Regions from separate parts of the Zea mays genome. Here regions 2 and 3 are each linked to region 1. The links are chromatin contacts, called in public Hi-C maps. All regions are on one chromosome and are shown on one strand. The core of a region is the stretch at or near the end of the contact, and the rest is flanking DNA. Distances in the headings are between cores, read along the strand shown. Region 1 holds the start of LOC103650557 (Mono-/di-acylglycerol lipase N-terminal). Region 2 holds the start of LOC100272613. Region 3 holds the start of LOC100276729.

Region 1 (5,046 bases), core at 1,031-3,530:
AACATCAAGTTGCTCTAACTCTAAATCAAATAAAGCAACAATAGCAAGCATAACTCGAATAGAAGTGTGACGAACAACAGGAGAGAACACCTCATTGAAATCAATACCTTCCCTTTGTTCGAAACCTTTCACAACTAAACGAACTTTAAATCTTGCAGGTTCAACTCCAGATATACCTTCCTTCTTATTATAAATCCACTTGCACTTTAAAGGTTTTTTACCTTCATGAAGCTCAACCAATTTTCATGTAGAATTATTTTGAAGACTCTCAAATTCATCATTCATAGCAACTAACCACTTGGATGCATTATCACATGAGATAGCTTCCGAATAAGAAGAAGGTTCAAATGCAACATTAGTTTCTTGAGCAGCAATGAGAGCATAATGAGTCATACTATCAGTGTCACGATATCTATGTGGCAAAACAATATTTCTTCTAGGTCTATCTTGAGCGATATAGTGATTGTTGCTAACAGGAGGTATAAAAGCTGAAATGACTACTCCCTCTAGGTCTAAAATTCTTGACGTTTTAGACAGGATCTCACATACCAAGAAGCCATTAACTAGAGTGCATGTTTCCCGTTTTACCCTTATTAAATAAGGTCATGTGGCATTGGAAATCATTATATTCTCTTAGCTCATGTGGTTGGGATGACGTTTTTGAAGCCTACGGTCTCCAGTTCAACTACGGTCTCCAGTTCAATTCCTAGCCGTGCATTTGAGGCCCTTTTTCGCGATGGGATTTTTTTGCCGCATCTGCCATTTTTCCGTTCGCGCCAATGTTGCCGTGGCATGCCATTTTTTTTATCCATCCCTTAATACGCATGCATGCAGAGAAAATAAGGAGCCTCATGCAGCCTAGGGGAGTTAAATGTGCAACATTGGAACCATGCAGGCTAAGCGCGCTTGCAGGGGCAAAAACAACTAAACTTGCATGCAAAAGCTAAAACGTCAAAAAAATTTATCCATCCCTTCATAGCCTTAAACATCAAAAATTTTAGACCTGGAGGGAGTATGTAATAGGAGTATCAGAATCAATATTAATAGGTACATCTACCTCAAGATTCTCATCGGTAGTTTCAACATAGATGTGGACGAGGAACCACTATCAGAAACACCTCGAGAGGAAGAAAATGTACTTCCACCATCACCATTTTTTCATGTATGTATCTTGCTCGAGCCTCATCTGTGAGATAGTTCACGACACATCCAATCTCTGCAAATGCAAATGTAATGTGACAAATAAGTTTGCAAAGTCAGGATAAATAAATTGTATAAGCGAAACTAACATGTCCTTTTTCTCACTCACTTCCACTCAGACGACAAGCAAGATTCCCCAACATCTGTTTCTCGGCTCTAGCCGCCTCCCATTCCCTTGCATCATGTGCTCTCTTCTCATTTGCCGCCTTCAATCAACTCTGCTCTGCACGCATCAGGCTGTCTAGGTTGGGGTATCTTTTGTCAGTAGAGTTAATTTGAGGTAGGACATGTGTTTTAGCTATCTAGGTTGTTTCTGTTTTTTTAATGAGAACATATCCAGTGCACATGAGCCTTTGGTACATATAAAGTGCACATAAACTAACAACACTCACAAAAAATTCTAAAAAAAATTCATACATATTCTTTCCATCTTACTCCAATTATATACAAAATTTAAAGGCCAAATTCATTATACTTTAGTTGTAATAAAAAGATAAAATTTCTAACAAGTTTAAATTAGAAAATAGGCTAAAATGTTATCTTTTTATTACAACTAAAGTGTAACGACTTTGAACTTGAAATTTAGTATGTAATTAGAGTAGAATGGAAAAAAATGTATGATTTTTTCAGAATTTTTTGTAAACTTTGTTAGCTCATGTGCGCTTTATGTGAATGAAAGGCCCATGTACACTGGGTTTGTTCTTAGAGAAAGTAGAATCTATTAAATAGACTAGACCATTTAGTTTAAAATTTAATACTACATAGCTTTTCGAAGTTCACGTATAAATCTATCTCAAATTTATATATAAGGTAAGAGGTTGAAATTGATTATATAAATCATTGTATTAGTTTTTTTTACTCTAAAACTTATAACACGCTTCTTGGTTCGTTCCTCTAAAACAAAAATGCAACATGTATTTCACTTATATGACCAATAATTATATATGAATGCATTTATGTATAATTATAATAGTTTAATTAATTTGGATCTAAATGATTATTAAATAAATTTTAAATTTAAGAATATAAATAAATAGAGTCTAAAAGTAAATTATCAAGGAGTTTAAGAAAAAAACCTTGTCTTTTTCTTTAAGCTGATTACAAATTCACAATTGACAGCCGGTGGATCCGAGGTAGCCAAAGTGAGCATACAAATTCAGGGGCAGAACCGTCTTTCCGGCCACGGTCGTCCATCGGTTTTAGGCCGACCCCCCAGAGCGGCAGAGCCCGCCCCCTCTTCCGTCCCAAGTCCCAACTCCCAAGTGGCCAAGTCCCAACCCGACGTCCGACGACCCCCACCTCTCCTTCTCCTCGCTCCGACACCTACGCACATACAGTACGTACGTGCTAACCGTGCTTTTACCGCGCGGGATGGGCGCGAAGGGGATGGCGACGGCGGCGGGGACGGCGGTGCTGCTGTACCTGGTGCTGTCAGGCCGGCTCTGCGGGGACGCCGCCGGCGACGGCGGCGCCCTGGAGGACCAGCTGATATCGTCGGCCCTGGAGGCTCGGCGACGAAGGAAAGAGGACACCAGGGCGCGGCGGGAGCAGCGGCGTGCTCCGCCTCCGTGCACCAAGCGGCGGTGGCCGGAGCGCCCCCCGGACGGGTGGGGCGAGGCGGCCGCCTTGACCGCGCGCACTGTGGGCTTCACCTGGGCCGAGACGCTCGGCAAGTGGACCCTCGGGGAGGTCGCCTTCGGGATCAAGTACTATATGCGGCAGCAGGTATGCGTGCCAGACTGCCGGTGCCCGCCACCAGACCCTCCACGATCGTCGGCTGCGCTACTCCCACTAGGAGTAGCACCTGCGCTGCGCAGCTCTCCTCATTGTGCCGTTACATGTTTGTTTTGTCCTTGGCTGTGTCTTGCGCATGATTTTTTCTGATTTCCCTCCAATATTTTTCACTTGTGGGATTTCCCGCCTGGTTAAATAAGGTGATGTGTCCGATGTGTTTGCTTGCGTGGAATTTTTGTCGGTCAAGCCTCCTTTGTTGTTTTTCCCGGTATTATCTTAGTTTGAAAACTGCGAAATGGAAAAAATATTTCTGGCAAGAATCTTGCGTGCAAGAAAAAGATTGGGCGGAGTTTTCTTTCCTCGTGGTCCGAGTTTCCGTTGCGCATTTATGTTGTGTTCTTCTCATCCCTTCCGGCCTTCCCTCTTCTAGATTGGTCGACAGTCCGGCGGGCCCATGGCTCTTTGAAAGAAAATATCGTGGACTAGGAATTCGATCAAATATTGGACTGTTCTGAGTTGCTCGCAGAATTTGCTGAAAATCTTTTCGGTCCAGTTTGAACTGCTGGGACCATAGTACCTAGTAGTAGGTGCTAAGAAGTACTCCCTTTTTTTTATTTGTCACGTTTTTTTTTGTTAAAAAATTAACTTGCAGGCGATAAATCAGACGATAAATATTCGAGAACGGAGTCAGTACTTGTACGTTGCAACATGTTTCCTTGCTATAGCTTGGATGTTGATGTTACGTGGGGTACTTGTGCCTAGTTTGAGAACAATCTGCCGATGGGTACATGAATGCGTGCGTGTTGCCTCATAAGCTGTTTGGAGAATTCTTGAATGTTGGACAATTCGACGAACAGTTCAATGAGCTTCAATTATTTTCCAGTACTATTTTGCTGACATCTGTCTTGACGGAATTGCTCATATGCAGTTAGCTATGCACCTCACCATCCATCCATATATAAGTAGTGTGTTTTCTTTAACAATTTCATGATTTCGGTGCATCATGGACTGGGACTCTATTAAATTTGACTCATTTTGATTGTTTAAGAAGATTGTTTATATATAAGCAACCCTACTTTCGGTTTTTTTTTCTCCCTCCCAGGCGAACTCCACTTTGATTAATTTAGGCTCCAGAAATTGTAAAGTTAAGTGATCGTAGGATTTGAACCAGATACCTACTGATAAGATGCTAGCCACCTTTAGCTGCTCTAAGTATTCTACATTCTAGAATCATAGGTGCTGTTTTTTTCTCTCTCCCAGAAAATGGTCTGCTCATTTGCGTTTGCTGTACTGTTACAGGGTAATCTGCAGCATGAGTATGCTGGAAGTGATTCTGTGCTACTGGATGGGGCTGAGGTGAGGCAGGTACTGATTTCGCTGCTCAGATATCTGAAGCAGTGCATGTATTTCTCGAAGAAGCCATACAACGTGTTTTTGGAGTATGGTGGTTATGGCCATAATGACGTGCTTATAAGAAAGCCTAAGGCGAGGGTGCGTAAGTATCAGTTAACTTTCTGTTGTCAATTATGCGTTGAGAGTTGAGACTAAACATCCCCAAACTTGTCACACCGCTGATAATAGATCACGAGTAACTGGATGAAATTCTGTTATATCATGCAGCTCTTGAAGCCAGCTTTCACAATTGTTCGAGACAGAAGTAGCCAATGCTTTCTCCTTTTCATCAGGGGGGCTATCAGTGTTAAGGAGCGGTTGACAGCAGCAACAGGCACAGAGGTTCCATTCCATCACGTTGTGGTCCAGGAAGGTCGTGTTTCCAACCTAGTGTTGGGCTACGCCCACTGTGGAATGGTTGTAGCAGCTCGATGGATTGCAAGGCAAGCCATTCCTGGCCTGAGTAAAGCAATCGAGCAATTCCCAGAATATGAGGTTAAGGTAATTTTGATGTTCTCCTGGTGATCTTTTGATGTTCAACCATTCTGCACTGTCGGAAACTCGTGGTATTACATATTAATGAGTCATCTCTTGTTCATTTTTTTTTCTAGATTTTCTGCTTCTGTATTGAACTACAGTTCTGTAACTCAGAATTGATGCTTTCCTGTCTACCTAGTGAACTGCACGAAGATCAACATAAGTTGTGAATGCTAAAGCAAG
Region 2 (5,046 bases), core at 1,428-3,927, 210 kb before region 1:
TGTAGACGAATCTGGTGTGTCCGTCCGCTCTGGGGATAGGCTCTAACCAAGATGACACTGCTGTTCGCATCACCGCCACAAGTCTGGTCAGTCGCCTTTTCTTGCACAGTAATTGGCTCGATATCGTCGGTGTCCAAGCTGTAGGGTTCTCTGAACTGCCCTTTACCGTTGACGCCTAGAACTTCAAACCGCGTGCTCATGTCCCGTACGACAGAGCCGCCTGGGAGTGAACGGCCAACATCAGACATAGCATATACACGCCAAGCGCCGTGTTTCGATCGCCCATGGCCAGAACATATCTTGATCTTTTCCCATGCCGGTGGGAAACCTATGCAGAGAGCTAGATATGTTTTCTTGACTTTATGGTCAGTGAATGCCTTCACTAGCTTCCCAGCAACTTTGTTGCATTTGGTGATAACCATGAGCCCACTAGTATCACGGTCCAGCCTGTTTGCAAGGTGAAGGTTAGGTTTAGTTGCTGGATTCTCTGCAAGTCGCAAGAAATGTTTGCCTGTAGTGAGAACGAATAGTGTATCATCTCTTTTGTAAAAGAAGAACTTAGAAATAGTAAATCAAGAACAATACTAATGTAAAGAAAAAAAAACAATTCGATTGTGGCTTCAAATAATGAAATCTAGATGTTAAAAATATTAAAATAAAACACTCTGATATTATTATGTAGTGGATTACTTAAGAATCAAACTTTTACTTTCTGACAAAAGACAGACAGATCACAAGTGCTGTTTCCTCACCTCAGCCAGTCCACAAGTAGCAAGTAGCAACTATAGTCCTAAAGACTAAAGGTACTAACTACTAGCCAGACATAACTAATTCCATATGCTTTGGGAGACAATGCATGAAACAAATACCAAATAGTGGATATTGTATTCAATTAAAAAACTTCCAAAGAGTGCATGAAACAAATTTCTTTTTTTTGTCACCATGGTTCTTAAAGTGGTAAGGTGAGACAAGGCGTTGGACCGCCGCCTGAACGCCTACGCACCTCAGATTTTTTGGGCGTCTGGACGCCTAGGCGACGCATTTAAAATGCTGATTGTCATCATAGCATATCATACTTTCAGTGCTGGACACTCACTTGCTAGTAGGAATTGTTAAACTAGTCCATTACAGACAACATTATATGAGCTTGGATCATTTGGAAATAGAATGAGAATCAACACTTGAATACAGATTGCCTTATGCCTGTGGTAGTGTGATGAAACACAATATTGCACAATTTGTCAAAATGCATTCCACACTGTAATGCTCCTAAATAGCCTCCAATGCACATTTTTTACTCATCCTTTACATTAATTACATAGCCTGTATGTCCTAAACTAAACCAAGTATTGAGCAATGGCATTGCCATCCATGGTTATTAAAACGACGTTTAAACGTCGTTTAAACTATAAAACGCTGATAGAACAGCGAAACGTTGAAACATTTTACACTTCCTCGTATTTAAACGTCACGTTTTGATGTTTAAACGCGATATATAGTTAAACGCCACGTTTCGAGCGTTTAAGTTGCCTGCTTGTAAAATTTGGCCCAACCCAATTAGGAATCTACACAACTTCAAGACCGCTACTTTCCTAGGAGAGCTCATGGTACTCAAGTGCCAATTCTTGAGGATGATGAAGATGGTCTTGATGTGGGTGATGAGAATGAAGACGATGACAATTTTGTGCTTGACGACCTTGACATGGATGATGAAGAAGAAACAAACAACAGTGGTAGCCGTGGTGATGAGCAAGACAAGGATGATGTTGGTTTAGATGATTTGGATGATGGTTATTGAGTGCTTGAGTAACATTTGTGTGCCTGTGGTTGTGGACATTGCATTCTACTTTAGTTGCTTTTGTGCTATGTTTGTGATTGTGGACTATTAGACATCTCATTCCACTTTGTTTGCGGTTGTCGACTTGCTATTAGTTGAACTTGTGTTATTGTGGTAATGTGGTTGTGGACATGTCATTTTGCACAATATTATTATGTGAACTTATGTTGGTTGTTTGGTATTTGACTTTATATAATTGTCTGAAATTATGATATATTGAAATTTCCCTATGTTGTTTAAAATTACGTTTAAACTTTGTTTAAACCGTTTAAAAGTTAAAACTCCACCCATGAGCGTTCCGTTCCGTCGTCTTAATAACCATGTTGCCATCAGTAAAGTAACATTAGACAACATGTTGTATTACACAAAGATATCATCATACTACCTAAATACGCCAATTTCTTCATCCAAATCATCGATATTACTGACACTGGATGATCGACATACGAAATCACAAGCAATGAGCTCAGCGCCACCTATTCCTTTTAAGTTCCATCTTATTTACCTGAGACGGCAGAGCAAGGGAAGGAGGTGAGGAGGGCGTCGCAGTAGACGCCGGCGGGTTTGTCGACGACGGCGAGCCACTCGTCCTCGAACACGACGTCCGCAGACGCGAAGGCCGCGGAGCGCGCGGAGGCGGTCATGGCGCGCCGGAGCTCCAGGTCCTTGGAGGTGGCCGGGTAGGGAGGGGACACCGGGGAAGGATACTCTCCGATCGACGGCGCCGTCGACGTGGCCGCTGACATCGCCGTGAGGCTGCGCGCAGGTGGCAGGAGGGAGCGGAGCGGGGAGGCGGCGCCGGCTGGAGGCTGAAGAAGGAGAAGAGGCAGGGGTAGTTTCGTCATTGAGGTAAAATAAGGTAGCACGTCTATTTGGATGCTATTGCAATTTTTAAGTTTGGAGATACGCTATTATAATTTACGTATTTGAAGAACTTACCTTATAATTGTAGGGTATCTAGAAATGGGGTACCTAAAGTAAAATCCATAAAACCTTCTTGCCGATTAAAGTTTTCCCGCTGAGCAAGTTCGCAAGACAAGATGACCCACCCGCTTCCTGCCGAGCAAGTTCGTGGAGCAGAGCGATGATCAGGTCTCTACCAAGCAAGTCAGATCAGATCCCTGCTAAGGAGTGTGAGGCGGAACGACGGACCAGATCCCTGCCGAGCAAGTTCGCGAGGCGGAATGAACGACCAAGCCCCACCGAGCAGGACTGCGAGGCAGAGCGACCGACCAAGCCTCTGCCGAGCAAGTTCGCGAAGCAGAGTGATCGAGCATTCCCTGCCGAGCAAGCCTGCGAGGCGGGGCAACCGACCAAGTCCCTGTCGGGCAAGTCCGCAGAGCGGAGCGACCAATCAGGTCCCTACCAAGCAAGTCTGTGAGATAGAATAACCACCCAACTCCTAACCAAGGAAGAGAAGCATGATGGAAACCCAAGTCAAACGTCGTAAAGTCCGCGCCTACTAAGACAAGATATGGCATCCCGGATCTCTGAATAGCCATGGCTTAATGATGGGATTCAAAGCAATGGATGGAGAAAGTTGAATGGCCCTAATTTTTGACACTTTTGGCAAGCCTTGTAGCACATGAAACAATCTTACAAGTGCATCGACCAATAGTAGCCAGACCTCCTGATTAACCACTTTATCTGGTGAGGTGACTAGTGTGTTTCACACATGCCTTCATGCACATCATGCATCAGCTCAAAATCTTGGATGGGTTCGAAACATTTCAATAGTAGTCCTTCAAGGGTATAATAATATATTTCATATCCAATGAGTACATACCTTAAGGCTTTGTACCTTATCTGCTTATGTGCACCCCGGGTCGGATCCTTCAAGTAGTTGAAGATATCGGCTTTCTAGTCGACTGCATCAATCTGTAGAATCTCCACTTCATCATCCTAGTTGGCAGACATGTAATTAGATGCCATCTAGGCCATTTTTTGGCATCTAAATTCTATTCCCAAGGCACCGACATTAGTGTGATGAAGTGTAACCTTGTCATCAACTCTCGGTAGTTGTTGAAATATGGGTACAGGCTACAAAGCATCACTGGTACAATTGAAATCCCCTGTGAGCTGATTGATCACCACTTTTGAGTCTTTGACTATTTATATAGGCTCAATTCTAGCTTATAAAATCAACCACATCTCTTTTTGAATGGCTTCATACTCTACATGATTGTTGGTGCATCTTACTTCTAACCGTAGTGAAAAATTGAATATTGCCCCCAAGGTGAGAGTACCCGCACCCCGACACCACAACTTACATCAAAAATTGATCCATAAAAGAAGAGTACCCATGTTTTGATGACAACTGTCAATGTTAGTGGAGGTGCTCTTTTAGTGATGAGATCTATGAGGGCATGTCCCTCCACGATATTTGTTGATTGATACCACAGATCGAATTCTAACAGGGCATACATCCATTTGCCCAGGCATCCTTTCATAATAGGGACTGAGTGCACATATGTTTCATGACATCATCCATGCTTATAATTTTGGCTTTTGTGTTAATCAAGTAATGTTGAAGCTTGGTGCATTTAACATATAGGCATAAGTGAGAACACCTAGATGGGTGAATAGGTGATCCTATAAAAATCAACTCTAAACAACACAAACTTGGTTTATACAAGTTGTTAGTGATAACTAAAACCAAGTTAGGATGAAGAGAGAGAGAGAACTCTTCTATTGATTGCTCCTTTAAGATGAGAATTAAAGTTAGGAGCAATATTGCTCGGGGACCATAATTAGGGGTACCCTCAAGACTCCTAATTCTCAGCTAGTAACCCCCATCAGCACAAAGCTGCAAAGGCCTGATGGGTGCAACTAAGTCAGAGATCGGTCCATTCGAGGGACTCGATCACGCCTCGCCCGAGCCCAGCCTCGGGCAAGGGCAGCCGACCCCGGAGGATCTACGTCTCGCCCGAGGCCCCCCTCCAGCGACGAACATACTTCCGGCTCGCCCGAGGCCCAGTCTTCGCCAAGAAGCAACCCTGGCCAAATCGCCACGCCAACCGACCAAATCGCAGGGGCATTTAATGCAAAGGTGGCCTGACACCTTTATCCTGACGCACGTCCTCCAGTCGATAGAGCCGAAGTGACCGCAGTCACTTCGCCGCTCCACTGACCGACCTGATAGAAGGACAGCGCCGCCTGCGCCGCTCCGACTACTGTGCCACTCGACAGAGTGAGGCTGACAGGCAGCC
Region 3 (5,046 bases), core at 758-3,257, 140 kb before region 1:
ACTTTCATGGATCCTTGTATCAGTTTGAAGTTAGAACACTAAGGTTCTAATCCATTTATTTTAGTTGATTCTCTGTTATGTTTAGGCGCCATGTGACCCTTGTATTAGTTTGGCACATGAATGGAATGTGAACCAATCCTCTTTAGGTTATGCCACATCCTGGAAAACCATTGCGTCAAGAGTATCAGGCCATGTCCAATAAGATGGTGAAGTCGAAGGGCTGATGCAGCCCAATTTCGTTTTATTTGTGATGTGCGGAGCAAGATATTGGGTACTCTATGTTCTCACATTTATTTGAGCACTGTATTTTTATCGCATTATGATGACAGCTGCAAGTTCATTTTAACTTCCAAGTCTCTGCTTGTGTTCAACAAGTCGTTGTAGGTTCTATGAGATTAACAACAGCTTAAAATGATTAAGGTGCTAACATATCTTTTAAATGGTAAAAAAGTTAAAATCACGCACAAATGAGATTTGGATTATGGTGGTTGTTGGCTCTAGGCTTACCTTCACACCCACCTACGCAAATCGATAGAACACATATGTTTTTGTATTTTATACTCTTTACTCAAGCATATATATAAATATAGCAACATAGAGACACTTTACTATATCTTCTAAATGGTAAAATAGTTAAAATTATACACAAATGAGATTCAAAGGATGATGTTTATTGGCTTGCATTCACACCCACCTAAACAAACCATAGAACACACATATCTTTATATTTTATACTCTATACTTAAATATAAATTTAAACCGTAGCAACGTACGTGTACCTTATTATTATTGTAAGATTTTTGAAAAATATTTAAAAAATATCCATTTAAACAATATGTATATATATATCTATACTATACTTAAAGTACCAGTTTCAACGGTCGTCATGCGTCATTTTTTTACAAATAACCCCTCACAGCTATTCAAATTAATCCGCTCTATAGATGCCAAACGACGCCCGACACGGGCTAGATGCACGCGGGCCACAACTATGGCACAGGCACGTCATGCTGGCCTGCCATAGACCTGCTAACTGTGTCGGACCAGCCCGTTAGCCCGTCGATCCATTTAATTAAATCAACGTAAAATGTTAAAAAACGGTATAGGAGGTGGGGTTCGAACCTATGCCCTGATGGAAGAAGGGCGGGAGACACTGGGTGAAACTATCTAACCAGTAGAACATCACGTTAAGATATTTTTAATATTGAATATAAATTGTATATAGGTATATATGTTTTTTTGTAAAATAAAAAAATAATCGTGTCGGGCCGGGCCAACACTACGGGTCGAGGCTACAGCCCAAGCACGGCACGACGTTCTTGGCTCTTGCAAGCATTATGTCGTTTCTGAGACCACATTGGCGCAATGGACTACATGGTGTTTGAGGTTGCTGAATTGGATGGAGCACCAATGATTTGTCACACTAACAGCAAAATGAAAGGTTATTTGTTGGTTTTAAACGTTAGTAATTGCTACGAAGTACCATAATTTATATGGAGCGCATCCAGTTTTTATTGATGCCTGACTTTAGCAATCACTCCATATTTTAATCTATCTTTTTTATAAGTTTGACTTCATGAGACTTATTTTAGAAACTTGATCTCACAAACTCTCTTATTTGGTCTCTGTATGATGGAATTATGTCATTTTATAATCTCTGTTCATTCAGGCAATCGTTGTGAACTCTCTTCTAATCGCTCACTTCATTGGCTGTGTTGTACCAAGACATATTTGCATGGAGTAAACAATAACATCAGTTAGCCAAATCAAAAAAATATATTATATAGAGAGTGAAGACAATCAATAAAAAATCTTGAATTTTTTTATGGATAGTTTACGTGGGTATTGTTGTAAGCCGTCGCAACGCACGGACAACCGACTAGTGTATATATATATATATATATATATATATATATATATATATATATATATATATATATATATATCTGTGCTACGAAATCAACATAATAAAATATAATAACACAAATATGTAGTCCATAGTGCTGGAATCAAACAAACACAGCTCTGACCTCTGACCGTAATTACCAACCACTGCCAGCGACCTCTCCTCGGAGGCGTGACCGTAATTGCTCCGCAACTACCCCGATACCATTCCCAAATCCTCCGTCGACCCCTCTACACCGGCGATCGGCGGCGAACGATGGGGTGGGCGACGCGGTTCCTGGCGGCGGTGTGCTTCTTTGCTGCGGGCGTCCTCTTCGTCCCAGAGGCTATCGGTTCCCCATCCGGCGCAGGAGCCGTCACCGCCGCCAAGCTGGCCCACGTCCTCTCCTTTGCCACCTCCTGGGGCGCCGCCCTCTGGGCCACCTTCATCGGCGGCATCATAATGTTCAAGTGAGCTCCCGGCTCTAATAGCCCCATCTTTCTCCCCCCGTCATCTTGCCCCAATCTATGAACCAAAAATCGTGAGGGGAAAATCTAATCCAAGAATTCCATGGATTCATTGAACTGAACCGCTACTTTGTTCTGTGGTGATGTGGAAATCTTGTTCTTTGTAGGAACCTGCCGAGGCACATGTTCGGCAACTTGCAGAGCAAGATGTTCCCGGCCTACTTCACGCTTATATCTGCATGCGCAGCCATCTCCGTCGCCGCCTTCGCGTACCTTCACCCGTGGAAGACGGCGTCCACTGTGCAGCGCTACCAGCTTGGATTCCTCCTCTCAGCGCTCGGCTGCAACCTCTCCAACCTTCTAGTCTTCACTCCCATGACCATCGAGGTGAACGTATCCCGCTTCTTAGGCATTGGCCTCTTTCCATAATTCCATCGAGATTAAGAATTATATGAGAACCTTAGGATTTGTCATGTAGTAGTGGTTCATGGTTTGTAAATTTCACATGACCGTAGAAGTGGGCCTAATTGGTTGCCGTATCTGAGCAGCCTGGCCGTGCGAGCCAGGCCGGTGGGGCCTGGCTGTGCATCACGCGAGCCTGGTTCTCCAAATGCGGAGATTTTGGCCGCCTCTCCACAGCCTGGCCCGAGGTGTTTTTTTTGCATCGCTAGACACAAGCTCAGCTGCATATGCGACAAACCAAACAAACGATAAAGTAACACGAGCCTGGCTGCATGGATACGACCTACAACCAAACGCACTGCGGCTGCACACCGTGAGCCTGGTTGGCCTATACGCAGGCTACAAATAGGGATTATTAGCAGTAACTGTACAAAGTTGAGTAATGCTTTAGAGATTGAAACTGATTTGTGCTGTGCTATAAATGTCAGGTGAATGCAATAATTTGTAGTTAATTTAACTAACAATGGTGCTTTTTAGTTTGTTGCAGCCAAGTCAGGTAATATCGGGCTTCTGTCAAAAAAATATCGGCCTTTTAGTTCGTTGCATCTAGTTATGCTGATTGATTTCTTGTTCCCTAATACTAGCAGCCAAGTCACATAATATCGGGCTTCTGTCAAAAAAATATCGGGCTTTTGTCTGATTTTGTGATGTTCTATTAGAAAGTTAATTTTGGATAGTCTTGGTTCGAACAATGCAGCCTTTATGTTACTGCTTTTACTTGTGTGTAACCTCTTCACAAAATAGGAGTCACTGTCAAAAGCTATTGTTTCACGCAAATGACAAATATATCTTGTGAAATCATTTTATATTATTTTCTGCAGCTTGAAACATATACCTTTAACATAATTAGGCCTTGTATAATATGGTTGCTATTGCTATGATTCACATTGTTTATGGAAATGGTTTCTCAAGCATTGTGGTTGAATAGCTTTCGTCGTTAAAAACCAAGGGTATTTCAATCCAGATGTCCTTTAAAGTATTCTGGTGGAAAATACCATTATAATTATTCCTCTAATGAATAATTATACTTCATAATTGATACTACAGTCCAAGTTAAAGTTAAATGACACAGGTTGACATCACATTATCGCAATGTCTCACACAACACAGTGAGTGAATGTTATTAATTTGGTATAAGATAGCTTGCCAGAAATAGAACAAATGCTACAAGAATTCAGTATTTGTGATGACTATGATATGATTACAGGAATGTATACAAGCTAAATAACTCACTGATCACTCCTTATCTTAACTTGGAAATTGAGTAATGCTTTATTTGGTGTGCAATTTATTAGAGAATAGAAATAAAAGTCACTGTTTCATCGTTGATTGGTAGTTGAATGCAAATCTGTATGTAGTCAATGGGCTAACAATAGGGTGGTTTAGTTTAACTGTTCATGTGAATTTGATAGCTTTCTTATAAGTTCGTACTAGTGACCTAGGTGCTGGAAGGTGATAAATCACTAAATCAGGCCATAGTTTTTTTTTCTAGGCTTCTCGAGTCTTAAAAGGCGTTTCATGCTAGTCTACTATAAAGCTGGTATCGCCAGTCTTGGTTTGTGCTGTATGTATTGCTCAACCCTTAGTGAGCAAATCAGCTATCAATATATTGTTTTTGCTTTGCTCGTGTAGCTTTTAAAAAACTGGAGTTATTGTGAAAACTATTTTCTGAATGCAATTATATGGTTTTGATTGGTGCGCAGCAGCCCATTTCATTTCGAGCAAATATGATTTTATGATATGATGCTTGTTATGATACATTCATGTTTCTGTAATGATTATCTAATATTGTTAAATGGCTTTGATGGTGGTTCTATACCATTGACTTGTGGTTGCACAGATGGTTCTGCAATCTGCATTAGGTTTTTTTACCATTTACAAAATAATATATGCTAAGGTTAAGTTGGTGATAACCAAATGTTTTAAATTTAGTAATTCATGATGGAAATTAGAATTCAAGCTAATTTCTATATGACCATTGACCAATGTTGACAGCACAATGTCTCACACGACCCAAGTGGGTATTAGTTGGCATTAGCATTACACAGCTGAGTTACTGAACCTATCATTGTTTTGGATAAAATGGTGTAGTTTTAGTATATTGCAAGTGAATGTGGTGTTGTGTAAACCATCTGTGGCCCATGACTACTTGTCAGGCACAGGGTGCTCTGCATGCTCGCACGAGAATATTTGTGTTTATGCACACACCAACGTATGCCTTGGAAAAAGACT

Evidence for each region. A called contact is a pair of places that touch in the nucleus more often than the background predicts.
Region 2: a Hi-C map of ear shows a contact between it and region 1, with 1.7 times the contacts expected there. The contact joins the promoter of LOC100272613 here to the promoter of LOC103650557 in region 1. A contact is called at or near these places in 5 of 25 Hi-C or Micro-C datasets (bundle sheath, ear, leaf and 1 more).
Region 3: a Hi-C map of leaf shows a contact between it and region 1, with 2.6 times the contacts expected there. The contact joins the promoter of LOC100276729 here to the promoter of LOC103650557 in region 1. A contact is called at or near these places in 7 of 25 Hi-C or Micro-C datasets (bundle sheath, ear, endosperm and 2 more).

Annotation. Positions count from the first base shown.
Region 1 is chr3:130,805,191-130,810,236 of Zm-B73-REFERENCE-NAM-5.0, forward strand. It overlaps LOC103650557 (Mono-/di-acylglycerol lipase N-terminal), which reads left to right and starts at 2,281. Exons shown (of 7, transcript XM_008676131.4): 1 at 2,281-2,925; 2 at 4,234-4,425; 3 at 4,555-4,827. The coding sequence starts at 2,572.
Region 2 is chr3:130,595,413-130,600,458 of Zm-B73-REFERENCE-NAM-5.0, forward strand. LOC100272613 reads right to left here and starts at 2,678. Exons shown (of 2, transcript NM_001147076.1): 1 at 2,343-2,678; 2 at 1-447. The coding sequence starts at 422.
Region 3 is chr3:130,666,004-130,671,049 of Zm-B73-REFERENCE-NAM-5.0, forward strand. LOC100276729 reads left to right here and starts at 2,008. Exons shown (of 3, transcript NM_001150447.2): 1 at 2,008-2,355; 2 at 2,520-2,739. The coding sequence starts at 2,162.